Linked DNA regions of Sus scrofa: region 2 is linked to region 1. Evidence: chromatin contacts called from public Hi-C data. All regions are on one chromosome and are shown on one strand. The core of a region is the stretch at or near the end of the contact, and the rest is flanking DNA. Distances in the headings are between cores, read along the strand shown.

What was found. Hi-C and Micro-C count contacts between places; a contact is called where the count stands out from the background.
Region 2: a Hi-C map of embryonic fibroblasts shows a contact between it and region 1, with 6 times the contacts expected there. The contact joins two enhancer-like sites. A contact is called at or near these places in 4 of 5 promoter capture datasets (fetal liver, fetal skeletal muscle and liver), 25 of 47 Hi-C or Micro-C datasets (adipose tissue, alveolar macrophages, blood and 15 more) and 2 of 2 datasets of contacts at active chromatin or transcription factors (alveolar macrophages and skeletal muscle).

Annotation. Positions count from the first base shown.
Region 1 is chr1:131,049,335-131,052,034 of Sscrofa11.1, forward strand. PAK6 (serine/threonine-protein kinase PAK 6) reads right to left here. Exons shown (of 11, transcript XM_021097802.1): 5 at 2,510-2,700. Among named protein-coding and RNA genes, the nearest start is that of ANKRD63, 18 kb to the left of the region's middle. Within about 2 kb of position 1,312, at least 11 of the 83 cell types and tissues checked have an H3K27ac peak or open chromatin away from gene starts, as enhancers often do. A contact at or near this core is called in adipose tissue and embryonic fibroblasts, where this site is marked.
Region 2 is chr1:131,230,234-131,232,933 of Sscrofa11.1, forward strand. LOC110261466 (a long non-coding RNA gene) reads left to right here. Exons shown (of 4, transcript XR_002345541.1): 2 at 1-136; 3 at 1,836-1,984. Among named protein-coding and RNA genes, the nearest start is that of SRP14, 10 kb to the right of the region's middle. Within about 2 kb of position 1,393, at least 18 of the 83 cell types and tissues checked have an H3K27ac peak or open chromatin away from gene starts, as enhancers often do. A contact at or near this core is called in adipose tissue and embryonic fibroblasts, where this site is marked.

The DNA.
Region 1 (2,700 bases), core at 62-2,561:
GGGGTGCTACTAGCATCTAGTGGGCAGAGGCCAGAGATGCTTCTAAACATCCTACAATTGGAGTTCCTGTCGTGGCTCAGTGGTTAACAAACCCCACTAGTATCCATGAGGACTTGGGTTCAATCCCTGGCCTTGCTCAGCAGGTTAAGGATCTGGAGTTGCCATGAACTGTGGTGTAGGTCGAAGACATGTCTTGGATCCCGCGTTGCTCTGGCTGTGGCTGAGCTGCAGACTGGCAGCTACAGCTCTGATGGAACCCCTAGTCTGGGAACCTCCATATGCCAGGGGTGCAACCCTATAAAGACAAAAGACTAAATAAATACCCTATAGTGCCCAGGAGAGCCACTACAACTGAGAATTATTGGATCCAAATGTTAAGAGTACAGGGTTGAGAAGCCCTGGCCCAGGGTTGAGTTGCGGGCAGTCTTGGCTCTGCCTTTTAGGAGGCTGCCTGGAGAGCATCTATCTAGAAAGGTATGCCCGGGGGCCAAGATGGAAACTACTCCCCTGGATTTGGAACTGTGGTGTTTCTGAGCCCCAGACAAGCACCATCTGCCTCCAAAGGCACCTCCACAGGTTCTGACAAGAGCCTGCACACCCCATGGCCGCGGCTGTGGTGGGTAAAGGGTGTAGGGACGGATAGGCCAACAGAGGCTGGAGGTCAGCCTGTTTTCCTGCTGTGGGGTGCTGGCAGGGGCCCAGACCATACATGTCAGTGCCCAGCCCAGTAGTGACACCCCCTCCTCCAAGTCCCCGAAACCACACCCACCCCGCAGTCCTCCCCAAGTGCACTTCCAGCAGTGTGCGCTGTTCTGCTCCCACCTGAGTTTTCTGGAGAATGTCTCTCCACAGGCACAGACTTCCAGAGACCCCTCAGCTCACAGGCACTCATGTTTCTCACACGGACACATCAAGCCATATCTCATCTGTTCCTCCCTCAAACCCCCACCCCATGGGGGATCCCAGCCTGCTGTCCTTTGTCCCTGTGGGGGAGTGGGAGGCACCGGGCCCAGAACCTTCGCTGGGTGCCTTGGGCTGGCAGTGACTTACAAGGGTTGGGGTCCAGGCCACTCCTCAACGCCCACCCCCAGGTCAGGCTGGACACACTGGCACCATCCAGGGACGGCAGGCTCCAGGCTCACACTTACGTCTAACAATTCTTGTGCTACAGCCCAAGCTCATTTTTGCCTGTCTCTCAGGAAAGAGCTAAAAGATGTCATGATTGGTTGGAAAGCCTTCAGTGAGCAAGAGGCGAGAGCCCAGAGGGCCCCTCCCACTGGCTCGGCTGACTCATTCATGACACCTGGCAGACGTATCGCCTCTGAGTCAGTCTTCTCATCTGCCAAATGGGAAAGGATGTTACTGTCACCATGGACAGGATGTCATAGGGCATGCGAGAAGCAAAAGTGTTCTCCTCCTCTGCCTGCCAAGAAATGTCACCATTAGAGCTCCCTTCACTGTTTCTTTTTTTACAAGAAAAATATGTGCATTTGAGGCTGTCACACACTCCTGCTCTCCCAAACTCCTGCTGCTCCCAGACCCAGGCAAGTTTAGTCCTCTAGCTTTTCATAGGACACACAACATGAGAATAAATAATCACAGGAGTGCTAAACAAAGCAGCATTAGGAAAAAAGGGGGAGGGAAGAATCCGTACTAGCTAAGGAGTTAACATGAGTGTTTCTATGGGGGAGGCTGTGCAGGATCTCATGAGAGCACTGGGACTAGCGAGGGGCTGAGGCTAAAAGAAGGTCTGAGAAGAGGGAGCCAGAGAGACCTTCCCTGCCCCCAGTGCTCGAGCACCTACCTCTGCTGGGGCCTGGGTGGGGGATGCTGGGTACTGTGGATAGGGGAGGGTCTGGGTGTGTGCTCAAAGAGGCTGTTTTTTTTTTTTTTTTTTTGTCTTTTTGTCTTTTTAGGGCTGCACCTACAGCATATGGAGGTTGCCAGGCTAGGGGTCTAATCAGAGCTGTAGCCACCAGCCTATGCCAGAGCCACAACAACATCAGATCCGAGCCACGTCTGCAACCTACACCACAGCTCACAGCAACGCCGGATTCTTAACCCACTGAGCAAGGCCAGGGATCAAACCCGCAACCTCATGGTTCCCAGTTGGATTCGTTTCCTCTATGCCATGATGGGAACTCCTAAAGAGGCTGCTTTTTCTAGGGTGGGGAGTTGGGGGTGTGGGAGTGTCTGCCACGCAATGTGGTCTGCCTAGACACTCCCAGAGGGCATGAGTGTAAGCTGGGGCACGCCATAGCCCCTCTGAGGCCCCAGAAAACGACCTGGCTTGCAACCTCTGACTCATACATGCTAAGCCTTTGGAGGATGAGGGCTCAGCTGGTGCAGGTGAGAATCCCCAGCTGATGGTCTGTTTCCCTCATGCCTTCCCCGACCCAACCCTGTAAGTGGGGAAGGCCAGGCAGGGCCTGTGTCCCCAGTGGAGGCTGCTGGGCCCGGCTCCCTGCCCACTTGAGAGTGGCCCCAGAGGCAGCCCAACCTGACCTACCTTGCTCTGTGGTGGAGGGCCTGGCCTGCTGCTGCTCGGAGGGGCGGTGGCAGAGGCAGACAGGAACATGCTTCGGAACAGCCTGCGCTTCAGGCTGCTCTCCTGGGTCTTAGGGCTGGGGCTGCCCTCCCCACCCGGCCTGCCTGCGGCTGAGCCCACCAAGCAGGACTGTGGCCGGGTCTCCTCGGAGC
Region 2 (2,700 bases), core at 143-2,642, 180 kb after region 1:
TTGCACCTCCCTTGCCCCTGCCTGGCTCTCTCCACGTGGCCACCTGCCTCCGTGGGCCAGCCACGTCCTGTGGATACAGAGGAAGAGCAAGTTCAAGGAGTGTGAGCTCAGAGGAAGGAAGCGGCCCTGGGCCCAGGTACACTTCCAGCCTCATTCTCTGCTGGAACGGGATCCTGCGCCCTGCACGTGCGTGTTCACATCTGCTCTGTCTCTCCTTCCCTGTGGCGAAGACCTTGCCCACCTCCTCCCCATTCCCTGGGTTCCCTCGGCCTTGTCCACAGTGAGTTCCCCTGCCCCTGATCTGCCAAACTGGACTGTCCAGTATGAGAGTGTGGGTCCCAGGCTCACACGGCCTTGTTTTGTGGTTTGACATTTCGCTGGGGTTTGTTTCGTCTCTTAAGACTTTAAGACAGGAGAATCTGGATCCCTAACCACTGCCTCCTCCTTCAGACAAGATCCCTTGGCAGTGGCCCTGACCCTATTGCAGGGGCGCAATAAATCCATGCTGAGTGTCCCGACATCTCTGTCCTGGTTCCTGTGTAAATGGTAGTCACCACAGACTGGGGCGCGTAGGGAGGGGAAGGAGACAGACAGCTTGGGCTTCCCTGCCCGGAATTCTCTGCCTGGTAGTCACGATGTCTCCTTACAGGAAGCTGCTCAAGGCCTTGCCCCTCTCCCAGCTTGCTTCCAGAGTCCCCTCTGACTAATAATGGTCTGAGCGGGCCACCTCCTATCCACACAGAATTCCCCCACTGTGAATGACTGCATATGGAAGGCCAGGGAAATGGAGGAATGGTGGGTGCTGGCAAGGCAGCCCCTGCCCACCTCAGGGCACCTGCTCACAATACTCTCAGGAAGGGCCTGCCAGCCTCCAGCTCCTTACTTCATCTCCACTCTCAGGTGGGGCTTGGCTCATTGTCTCCAGGGGGTCTGAGAGGGGCTAGGCTAGAGGTGGCCTGAGCACTAACCCCAGACTCTCGGCCCAGCTCTCTTCCCCCCATTGTGAAATGGCCTTGGATGAGAGCCAGGCAGGAAGCGGCCCAGGCCGGCACCTCGGGTGTGAAGATGGGCCCCAAGGGAGGACTGAGGCTGCCGCTGAGCCCACCTGCTAGGAGACAGCCTGAGCTGCCTTGGCTAATCACCAGGGCCCTATGCCTCCCCTTGGGCTATGGGGATATTCAAAGGGCTGTGAAAAGCAGTGGAAAGTGCCTGGCCCCAAGGCTCAGGGCTTCCAGCCTCTACTCTGCCCATCTGAGCTTTGTGATCTTGGGCAAGTCACTTTCCCTCTCTGGGCCTCACTCAGTTGTCTTCCTCATGAACAACCAGAAGGTTAAGTGTCAGTCTAGAAAGATCTTGGAGGCCTCTTGCAGCTCAATAGTGTGACTCACTGAAGTCAGTGATTCATCGATGTCATTACCAGAACTTGGCTCTGGTCTGGTGGGGAGTCTGCTCCTTGTGTCTGTCTAGGTTTCCCCATATAAATCTGTGTCTGCTGGTCTCTCAGGGCAGTGGAGTGGGCTTCCCTGGACAATCAGGGATGAATGATGACTGAGGCCAAGAGAGTAATAACGTCTGTTACACTGGGGAGTTAGGACACCTGGGTAATTTGTATAGAAACTCTGGCTACATAATTTCCTGTCCTTTGCTTCCAAACAGGAAATTTTAAAAATTGGGACCCCTAATCAGGAATAAAGGTGCCCCTTCTCCACTCACTAAACTCTTGAAAGTCAGGAGAGGAGGAAGGCAGGAAGAGGAAGGGGTTCCTCACACCCCAGACCGCCAGTCTGCTGAGGGGACAGCTTGAGCAACAACACACCTGCTTTTCTTGGTCTCAGTTTCCCCCCATAGGATATGGGTGTGGCCACCCTCTCCATCCTGAGGTTCATCGAGGAAGGAAACCATCAATGAGAAGGGGGAGCCTGTTAGAGTTCACATGTGTTTCATGAGGGCCACCACTCACTTCTGTACACAGCCACCCTTCCAGGTACGTGGGGCCAGGGTGCCCATGGGGTGTGGTCTGTCGGGTCCTAGGAATTCCTTTGATGCTCCCCAAAGCCATAGCGCCTGACACCTACCACTGGAGTCTTCTCTTTGTTTAATATTGCCTAAATTGCCTCCCAAACTGGAGTGGGTGGGTGTGACGTACCTGACCATCTGTCATGAACATGTTGCATGATTTAGCTACCAGGTGGGTGGCCTCTGCACAGCTAGCTGAGGTTAGTGAGAGACTGGGGTTTTGGTGGGGGAGGAGGGGAGGATGTTTGGAGGACTGAGCATTTGTACTCCAGGTACTGCTTGAAGAGAAGGGGAAAATAACAATGAAACCCAGCTTTTCTGTGCATGCTTTCTCACATACGACTCCACCAAAGCAGCGTGCGTGAAGAGTCCCATTTTACAGTTGAGGAAATGAAGCTCCTGGGCATTAAAGAAGTGACTTTTGGGAGTTCCTGTCATAGCTCAGCAGAAATGAATCCGACTGGCATCCACGAGATGTAGGTTTGATCCCTAGCCTCGTTCAGTGGGTTAAGGATCCAGCGTTGCCGTGAGCTGTGGTGTAGGTCGAAGACGTGGCTTGGATCCAGCGTTGCTGTGGTTCTGGCATAGTCTGGTGGCTAGAGCTCCAGTTAGACCCCTAGCCTGAGAACCTCCATATGCTGTGAGTGCGGCCCTAAAGAGACGAAAAGAAAAAAAAAAGTGACT